2 separate regions of the Mus musculus genome follow, and region 1 is linked to region 2. A link is a contact called in public promoter capture Hi-C data. All regions are on one chromosome and are shown on one strand. Each heading gives the region's core, a stretch centred on a gene start, on an enhancer-like site or on the middle of the called end of the contact. The rest is flanking DNA. Distances are from core to core; before and after follow the strand shown.

Evidence for each region. Promoter capture Hi-C pulls out the DNA fragments that hold promoters and counts their contacts.
Region 1: a contact with region 2 is called in a promoter capture Hi-C map of liver, with 2.3 times the contacts expected there. The contact joins the promoter of Cdc42se2 here to the promoter of Sowaha in region 2. A contact is called at or near these places in 2 of 39 promoter capture datasets (cranial neural crest and liver) and 1 of 115 datasets of contacts at active chromatin or transcription factors (microglia).

What each region holds. Positions count from the first base shown.
Region 1 is chr11:54,785,500-54,789,363 of GRCm38.p6, reverse strand. Cdc42se2 (CDC42 small effector 2) reads left to right here and starts at 1,661. Exons shown (of 6, transcript NM_178626.3): 1 at 1,661-1,804.
Region 2 is chr11:53,478,308-53,482,466 of GRCm38.p6, reverse strand. It overlaps Sowaha (sosondowah ankyrin repeat domain family member A), which reads left to right and starts at 2,272. Exons shown (of 1, transcript NM_183173.2): 1 at 2,272-4,159. The coding sequence starts at 2,560.

The DNA of each region.
Region 1 (3,864 bases), core at 412-2,911, 1.3 Mb before region 2:
TTAAAATCTAATGGTTGGTTGACTGGCAGAAAGTGGAATCAAGAGGAAACTGAAAATAAAATTGATTATTTTTGTTGTTGAACATCTTGGGGGTATTTAATTTTTTTTTCATTTCCTCTAGGCACTTGGGACTGATTAGTTGATTAGAACAGTTATCCCCAGCCTCAAAGGTCTGCATGTGTGTGGTACTCACCAAGCCAGAGCAAGGCCCTGGGTTTCACCTACAGCACTGCAGAAATCAAATCCAGCCAACCCAAACACCCAGCTTCTAGTGGGGAAGACAGGAGCAAAATTAACAGAATAAATTGTGCAGACTGTTCTGGGAACAGGAGAACAAGGGCAGATAGATGGGGGAAGGATTGAGCCTGTAGCAATGTAAAGAAGTGGGTTTAGGCTACGCATCATTGTTAAAGAAGATCTGAGTGGAGTTGAGGGGAGAAGGCAGACATTAGAGAATGTCCTAGTCCCTGAGTATAGACTGGACATTGCAAGCACCAGTGAGACTGGAGATGAATTCTGAGACCTATAGGGAAAAAAAAAAATCTCAGAGGCTTTGTCAGCCATTGTAAAGATGTTATCTTCTACAGTAACGGGAACACTGGTGGATTTTGATCGGATGAGACATGAGCTGACTCTCCTTGCGGGAGGATATTCTCCCTCTTGTTTTGACAACACAGTTTGTTGATGGTGGTCAGGGAGGTCATTTAAGAAAGCCACTGAAGTGTGACTGGGACCACGGATGACAGAAACAATGTAGATGAACAGTCTGATTTTCTTTTTGTTTGAATGTAGAACCACGCCAATTACCCTTATGGACAGAATGGATGTGAAATTGAGAATAAGAGGAACCAAGGAGTACTCCAGTTTTGTCACTGAACAAGCTAGAAATTTCCTATCAATAGTGATGGTCATGCAGCTCCCTGTCTGAGTATGTGTGGCTAGATTTCAGTGGGAAGGCGTCCATTTGTTTCTTGCTTCTGGGTGCCTAAAGTGTAAAGTTAATGTAGTCATAAAATGTGGTGGCTGAGGCAGGAGGACTGCTGTGAGTTCCAGGTCAGCCAGGGTTCTACTCCAAAAGTCCTTAAGCTTGTGACATACACTAGTAATCCCAGCGCTTGGGAGACGGAGGCAGGAGGATCACAAGATCCAGGCCATCCTTACCTATATAGTGAGTTTGAGGCCACTCTGGGGCTACAAAAAGGCCCTCCCTCAAACAACGTCAAAGCAAAACCAAAAAAAAAAAAAAAAAAAAAAAACCAAAAAAAAAAACGATCCCACAAGAAGTCACAGAGACGAACTTTTCAAATGCCAGGTAGATATTCTTGACTCTCCAATGAGTCAGTGATTCTGATTCCTTGAAAGTAACGTGATCTGAGCGTGAGAGACATCTGGTGCTGGCCAGCTCTGCCTAGCAGCGCCTTGCTCGCCCGGGCACGTCTACGGCTGGATCCGGACAGGAAGGTGCTGTGGCGCGAGGCAGCGGCATCCATCTTCCCCGTAGCCCACCCAGCGGTCACTCTTTGCGCGCCTAGCATCCCCTAGGTCTCGCCACTCCCTCACTGGGCGGGGCCTCACAGCTACCAGCCCGCCTACTGGGGGGGGACAGGGCGTGTCCTTGTAGTGGGGGCGTAGCCGCGCAGCCGCACACACCGCTTGTGGCTCCGCCTCTGCGCGCCAGAGCCTAGGCGGGAGGGCGGAGCCCGAAGCGGGGAGCGCAGCTGCTTGGTGTGTGGAGATCCTGGAAGCTTCGGAGCCGGCGCTCGGAGCCGCGCGGCTGGAGCAGGCGGCGGAGACAAAGGCGACGGTGAGTGAGGGAGAGGGCCCCACGTTGGCCCCGCCGCCCGAGGCGCCAAGTGTAGGGTCGCCACTCGGAAGGTTGAGGGCGAGCGCGGCCCGGGCCTCTCCGCGCTGCGGACTGGGGCAGCAGACTGGGGCTGCGGACTGACTGAGGCTGCGGCGGCTCCATTTTCCAGTCTGGGCGAGGTCCTCACGCGAGGACCGGCGTATGGTTCTCTTCATTCTCCGTGAGGCCAGCTTTCACCGTAGCCTGCACCTTCCCGATGGGGGAGGCGCTACGGACCCCTCCCCCAGTCCGCAGCCCCGCCAGTCTGGACCGGCGCGGAGCGGCTGGGCTCCCGAACCCCGACTCCCGCCCGGCCTGCCTGGGACCCCGAGAGAGGAAGCCGGGCCACTGCCTCGCAGTCGCTGCGGCGACTCTTACAGGTTGTTGCACCGGGAGCTCGCGGCCACGGTGGTGAGCATTACTAACGGGTGTGGTAGGTAGCGGCTCGCTGACGTCCGCATTTCGAGCTGAGGAGCAGCCCGGTGCCGGCTGATTTCAGGCAACCCTGGGAATTCCGTTTTAGCGGCAGTGATTGCTACTGCCGAGCTTTCCTGGAGGAGTTTGGTAGTGATGTGCAGAGCGCAGCACTGAGACGTTCTGGGCCTGGGAGTACAGCTCAGTGGTAGGGAACTTGCCTTGCATGTAGGAGGCGGCCCAGAGTAGTTCAGTTCCCCAGTACTCCCACCCGCCACAAAAAGAGGGGGGGGGGGGAAGAAAGAAAGAAAGAAAATTAAATGCTCTTAAAGGACCCTTGCTTAGTAAAATATTGATATAATGAATGAATCTTAAAACACCACACAGAACTGTTCCTACTAGTAAGATGAGGCACATAGCTTCTTGACTCAGATAAAGGACTATTGGAAAGAATGCCTAGCAAGTTTCTGTCCCCCATCCCCATGTAAACTATTAATAATTAGTTGGTCATTATTGCCAGCCAGCATAGCAGATAGTACCTTTGAGATGTGAAATTTTTGAGAGAAGTTGGCTTACAGATTTCTGTTTCTCAGCAGGCCTGATTTCTCCTTTTCTTTGAAAATAATTGAGAAAGATGTTTGGGGTGCATTTTGAGGTCTAGCTTTCTATGTAGTAGGAGTAAAGATGTGTGTGGGCTTTGGAGGGACTGTGGCATGGTCAGTCTTGGATCTCTATGAGCCAGGGAGAGAGAGCTCTGAACTTTAGGGGAGGGGATCTAATGTCGCCTTGGTGGTTAAACATCACAGTTTACCCAGCATACTCATTAGACACATATTAAGCACAGAGAGATTTTTGAATTCTGTTTGTGGAAGGGAACAAAACCTGGAAATGTTTCTCTCTTAAGCTTGAGCATGAAGTTCATTATGTAGTATCGATGTAGCAAGTAAGGACCTCCCCAGACCCCTAGGGCTACTTCACTTGGAAAAATGGCTGGTGAACTTCAGGAAGTGTTCATTCATAGCATCCTACTTAAAAGTTAATGAGTAACTTTTTAAGGCCACGATTATTGGGTTATGGTTTCATTTGTCAGCTTAATAAAAATCCCAGTAGGTTTTAAAGCGACAGGAAGAATGGTTTCAACAAGATGGTGTTTTATTTTTCTCCTGAACTAGATTTTGATGCAGTGTTTTTATTGATAGTGTGATTCCAGTTCTGTTTCAGTAATAATCTTTGTAATAACATTTTCTGTATTAAAAAAAAAAATCTCTGCTCTGTGGTTAAACCAGCACTTGCTGCTTATCTAGAGGATTGGAGTTAAGTTCCTAACACCCACACCTGATGGCTCACAACTGTCTGTAATGGGGATATGATGCCCTCTTCTGGTCTTCATGGAGCACCAGAATACAGGTGACATACACACACATACACATAATTACAAAACAGTAACGAGAGAGAGAGAGAGAGAGAGAGAGAGAGAGAGAGATCGATCCCCAAAGATGGGCAGGGAATGTGGGTCAGTTGACATGAAGTCGTTCATTCAATCACCACAAGCAGTATGATAGTGGGAGCCTTACTACCAACACCTGTAATGGTGGAGGCAGAGGGAT
Region 2 (4,159 bases), core at 1,023-3,522:
GCACGAGGCATGCATGTAGCGCAAGACATAACACACAAAATTAAATGAAAATTTTTAAAAATTAAAAAGAAAAGATACTAGCCACAATGATGGTGCCTACCTTTAATCCCAGCAGTTGGGAGGCCGAGGTAGGCAGATATTGCTGTTCCAGTCTATCCTGGTCTATAGAGTGAGTTTCAGGACAACCAAGACTATTCAGAGGAACCCTGTCCAAACAACAACACCCCTACTCAAAAGCCCAGCATAGCTAGCCAGGCCTGATGACACATGCCTTTAATCCCAGCACTCAGGTATTGGCAGAGGCAGGTGGATCTCTATAAATTTGGGCTAGCCTGGTCTACATAGTTTTAGGCCAGTTAGGGTTACATAGTGAGACCTAGTCTCAAGAACAAACAAACAATAGACAAAACCAGAAACAACAAAAAAGCCCAGCATGATGGTACACACCTGTACTCCCAGTACTCAGAAGAGTAAGGCAGGAGAACTGAGTTTCCAGGCTAGCCTGGGAATATATATATATATATATATATATATTCTAGTTGGATACACACACACACACACACACACACAGTGGTAAAAGCCTGTAATCTCAGCATTTGGGAGGTAAGAACAAGATGATCAGAAGTTTAAGGACAGCATCTGCAGGAGTTTGAGGTCATCATGGGTCATATGAGAGACTTGCTCAGAAAGAACACCCCCCCCCCAAGGTGTCTGAGCTGTGTTAAATCCTCTCTGAGTCCACATGGTGAAGGGGAGAACTCCTGGATGATGTCTCTAACCCCCATCCCTGCACCATTGCACGTCTGCCTGTGCCCACCACATACCACACATAAATAAAAGTTGGAAACAACAAACAACAAAAATGAAGCAAGCAACCCCGCCTCCACCCTCACTGAAGAAGTTCTTTCTCATCTGCATAACTCCCTACCCCACACCCTCGGTTCACCTTCACAATGGATGCTGTCCTGTACCACTGCCCAGCTGAAACCCCCACCCTGTCCCTGGTGAGCTTCTCCATGCTCTATAGTATTTCTATACTATAGTGTTCTCTATAGTATTTCTATACTATAGTGTTCTCTATAGTATTTCTAGGGTATGCTATAGCTCACATAGCACATTACAGAGCTTTCTGACTTCTGTTTCCTCCTGATAAATGAACTCTGCTAGGTCAAAGCGTTTATCTCTGCTAACATGTATCACAGCCTGAAAGGGCCTGGCTATGTTCTCAATAAATATTTGTGAAATAACTGAAGTTTTAGAAACAGCATGGGCTGGAGGTGTGGTGCTGTATCCTGGCATTTGTAAAGCCCTGGGTTCCATACTTAACACTTCAATATGGTTTCTATTTTGCTTTTTTTTTTTAATTTTTAAAGTATAAAAGACACATGAATTCATAGTAGAAGAAAGTATGTCAAAATGTTAATGGTCATTTCTGCTGCTGATATTTTTTCCTTCTTTGTTTTTTCCTGTGGGTTTATTCCTGAAATCCTATATGAAATGGGTTATTTTGGGCAAGCATGGTGGCACACACCTATAATCCTAGCACTCAGGACTGAGGCGGTGACAGCACAAGTTCCAGACCAACTTGAACTTCATATAGAGACAAAAATAAAGGGGGTATTTTTGGAATGGCTCAGTGAGTAAAGGTGCCTGCCACCAAACCAGATGATGTGAATTTGCACTCCAGAGCCCATGTAATGATGGAAAGCCGAACCAATGTCTCAAGTTATCTTCTTTCTGACCTACAAAACACACACACACACACACACAGAGAGAGAGAGAGAGAGAGAGAGAGAGAGAGAGAGAGAGAGAGAGAAACAGATAGACAGAGAGAGACAGAGAGACAGAAAGTCAACGAATAATAAAATATGTAGATCGCAAAGCTCCACATTTCAAAAAGTATTATCTATCATGAGAAAACTGCTTCCTAAACCTCTTGTGAGCCTCCAGTACCCTGCACTCAATACCACACAGGGAACTGTTCTTGCTATGAATTTTGTAAATCTGGTTGGTTTTTTTCCCCCTATATAAAAAGCATCAGACATTGGAGAGGTATTGATGCAATATATGCAGTGCAAGGACATATATATGTAAAATATTGCTTTTATTTTGTGGTAAATAGTGCTGAAGGTAATAAATACCCACGCCTCGCCCATACGCTGCAACATCCCCAGGGAACACACCCACCTAGCAACCGGGAGTGGAGCTGAAGAGCAACGCTGCGCCTTTAATTCCGCCTTTAATTGGTGGGGGCAGTGCAGAGAGGTTCCGCTTTCCCATTCCCTCCGCACCTCCAGTGGCAGCTGTCACCTGTAAGCCGAGCGCCGCACAGGGGCATGGAGCCTGGCGCCCATTGGACAGGACCTCTCAGCAGCAACCTACCCCCCAGTCTGGGGGCCAGGCCTGGCGCAGGCGGAGGATAGGAGTCCCAGGTGCCCTTCGCCCGGAGACTTCTCAGCACGGCGGCGAGGGCGTGACTGCAGTCCAGTTTCGGAAATCAGAGTCCCAGGTGAGCCCGGCTGGGCGGCTGGGGCGACCCCGGAGTCGCAGACACCGAGAATGGCGCTGGCAGCCGCCGCCGCTGCCGCCGCTGCTGCCGCAGGGGTGAGCCAGGCGGCGGTGTTGGGCTTCCTGCGGGAGCACGGCGGGCAGGTGCGCAACTCCGAGCTGCTGAGCCGCTTCAAGCCGCTGCTGGACGCTGGGGACCCACGGGGCCGCGCGGCCCGTAGGGACCGCTTCAAGCAGTTCGTCAACAACGTGGCCGTGGTGAAGGAGCTGGATGGGGTCAAGTTCGTGGTGCTGAGAAAGAAGCCCCGGCCGCCGGAAGGACCCGAGGCCCCACTCCCCTCCAGCCCTGGAGTGCCAGCCGCGCTGGCCCAGTGCGCTGCTGTCCCAGCGGAGGACAACTGTGCCCCCGGGGCTCCCCACTCCCCACAGCGATCAGGAGAACCGCCGGAGGACTCGTCCGCACCATCCGAGCTACAGCACACCCCTGAGACCCTACCCTCAGAGGTCACCCAGGTTGAGGCGCCATCAGGCTCAGCGCCACAGCCCGGGGGGCCGGAGGATCCGGCGCTACCTCGGTCCTCGGAGCTAGCCCGACCCGCCAGCGTGCCGTCGGGGCTGGCCCTGACGAGCACAGAGTCGCCAGGCCCGGAGCCTGCACCTCCCACGGCGCAAGTGCCACCGCAGAAGCCTTGCATGCTGCCGGTGCGCTGCGTCGTTCCTGGCCCCGCGGCGCTGCGGATCCGCGCGGAGGAGCAGGGCCTGCGCCGGCAGCGCTCGGAGGAGCCGAGCCCACGGGGCTCCCCGATGCTCCTGCGGAGGCTTTCGGTAGAGGAGTCGGGTCTGGGACTCCACCTGGGACCCGGCCGTTCCCCGCATCTCAGGCGCCTGTCCCGCGCCGGTCCGCGCCTGCTGAGTCCGGACACGGAGGAGATGCCCGTCGCGCCGCTACCGTCACCCGCGGTGCCCCTGGAGCCCACGGAGCACGAGTGGCTGGTGCGCACGGCCAGCGGTCGTTGGAGTCACCAGCTGCACGGGTTGCTCTTGCGGGACCGCGGCCTGGCTGCCAAGCGCGACTTCATGTCCGGCTTCACCGCGCTACACTGGGCGGCCAAGAACGGCGACCGGGAGATGGCTTTACAGCTGGTGGAGGTGGCGCGGCGTGGAGGCGCGCCCGTGGACGTGAACGCGCGCTCTCACGGTGGCTACACGCCGCTGCACCTGGCGGCTCTGCACGGCCACGAGGATGCTGCTGTGCTGCTAGTGGTGCGCTTGGGTGCCCAAGTGCACGTCCGCGACTACAGCGGCCGGCGTGCCTACCAGTACCTACGGCCTGGCTCCTCCTACGCGCTGAGGCGTTTACTGGGTGACCCTGGCCTGCGATCTATGATGGAGCCTGATGCGGCCAGTGGTGGCAGTGGGAGCCTTGTGTCTCGGCACCCCGTGCAGGTAGCCGCCACCATCCTCAGCTCCACCACTAGTGCGTTTCTGGGCGTCCTGGCCGATGACTTGATGCTCCAGGACCTGGCTCGTGGCTTGAAGAAGTCAAGTTCCTTCAGCAAGTTCTTGGGTGCCTCGCCCATGGCTCCCCGAAAAAAGACCAAGATTCGCGGTGGCCTGCCGTCCTTCACCGAAATCTCTCATCGATCCACTC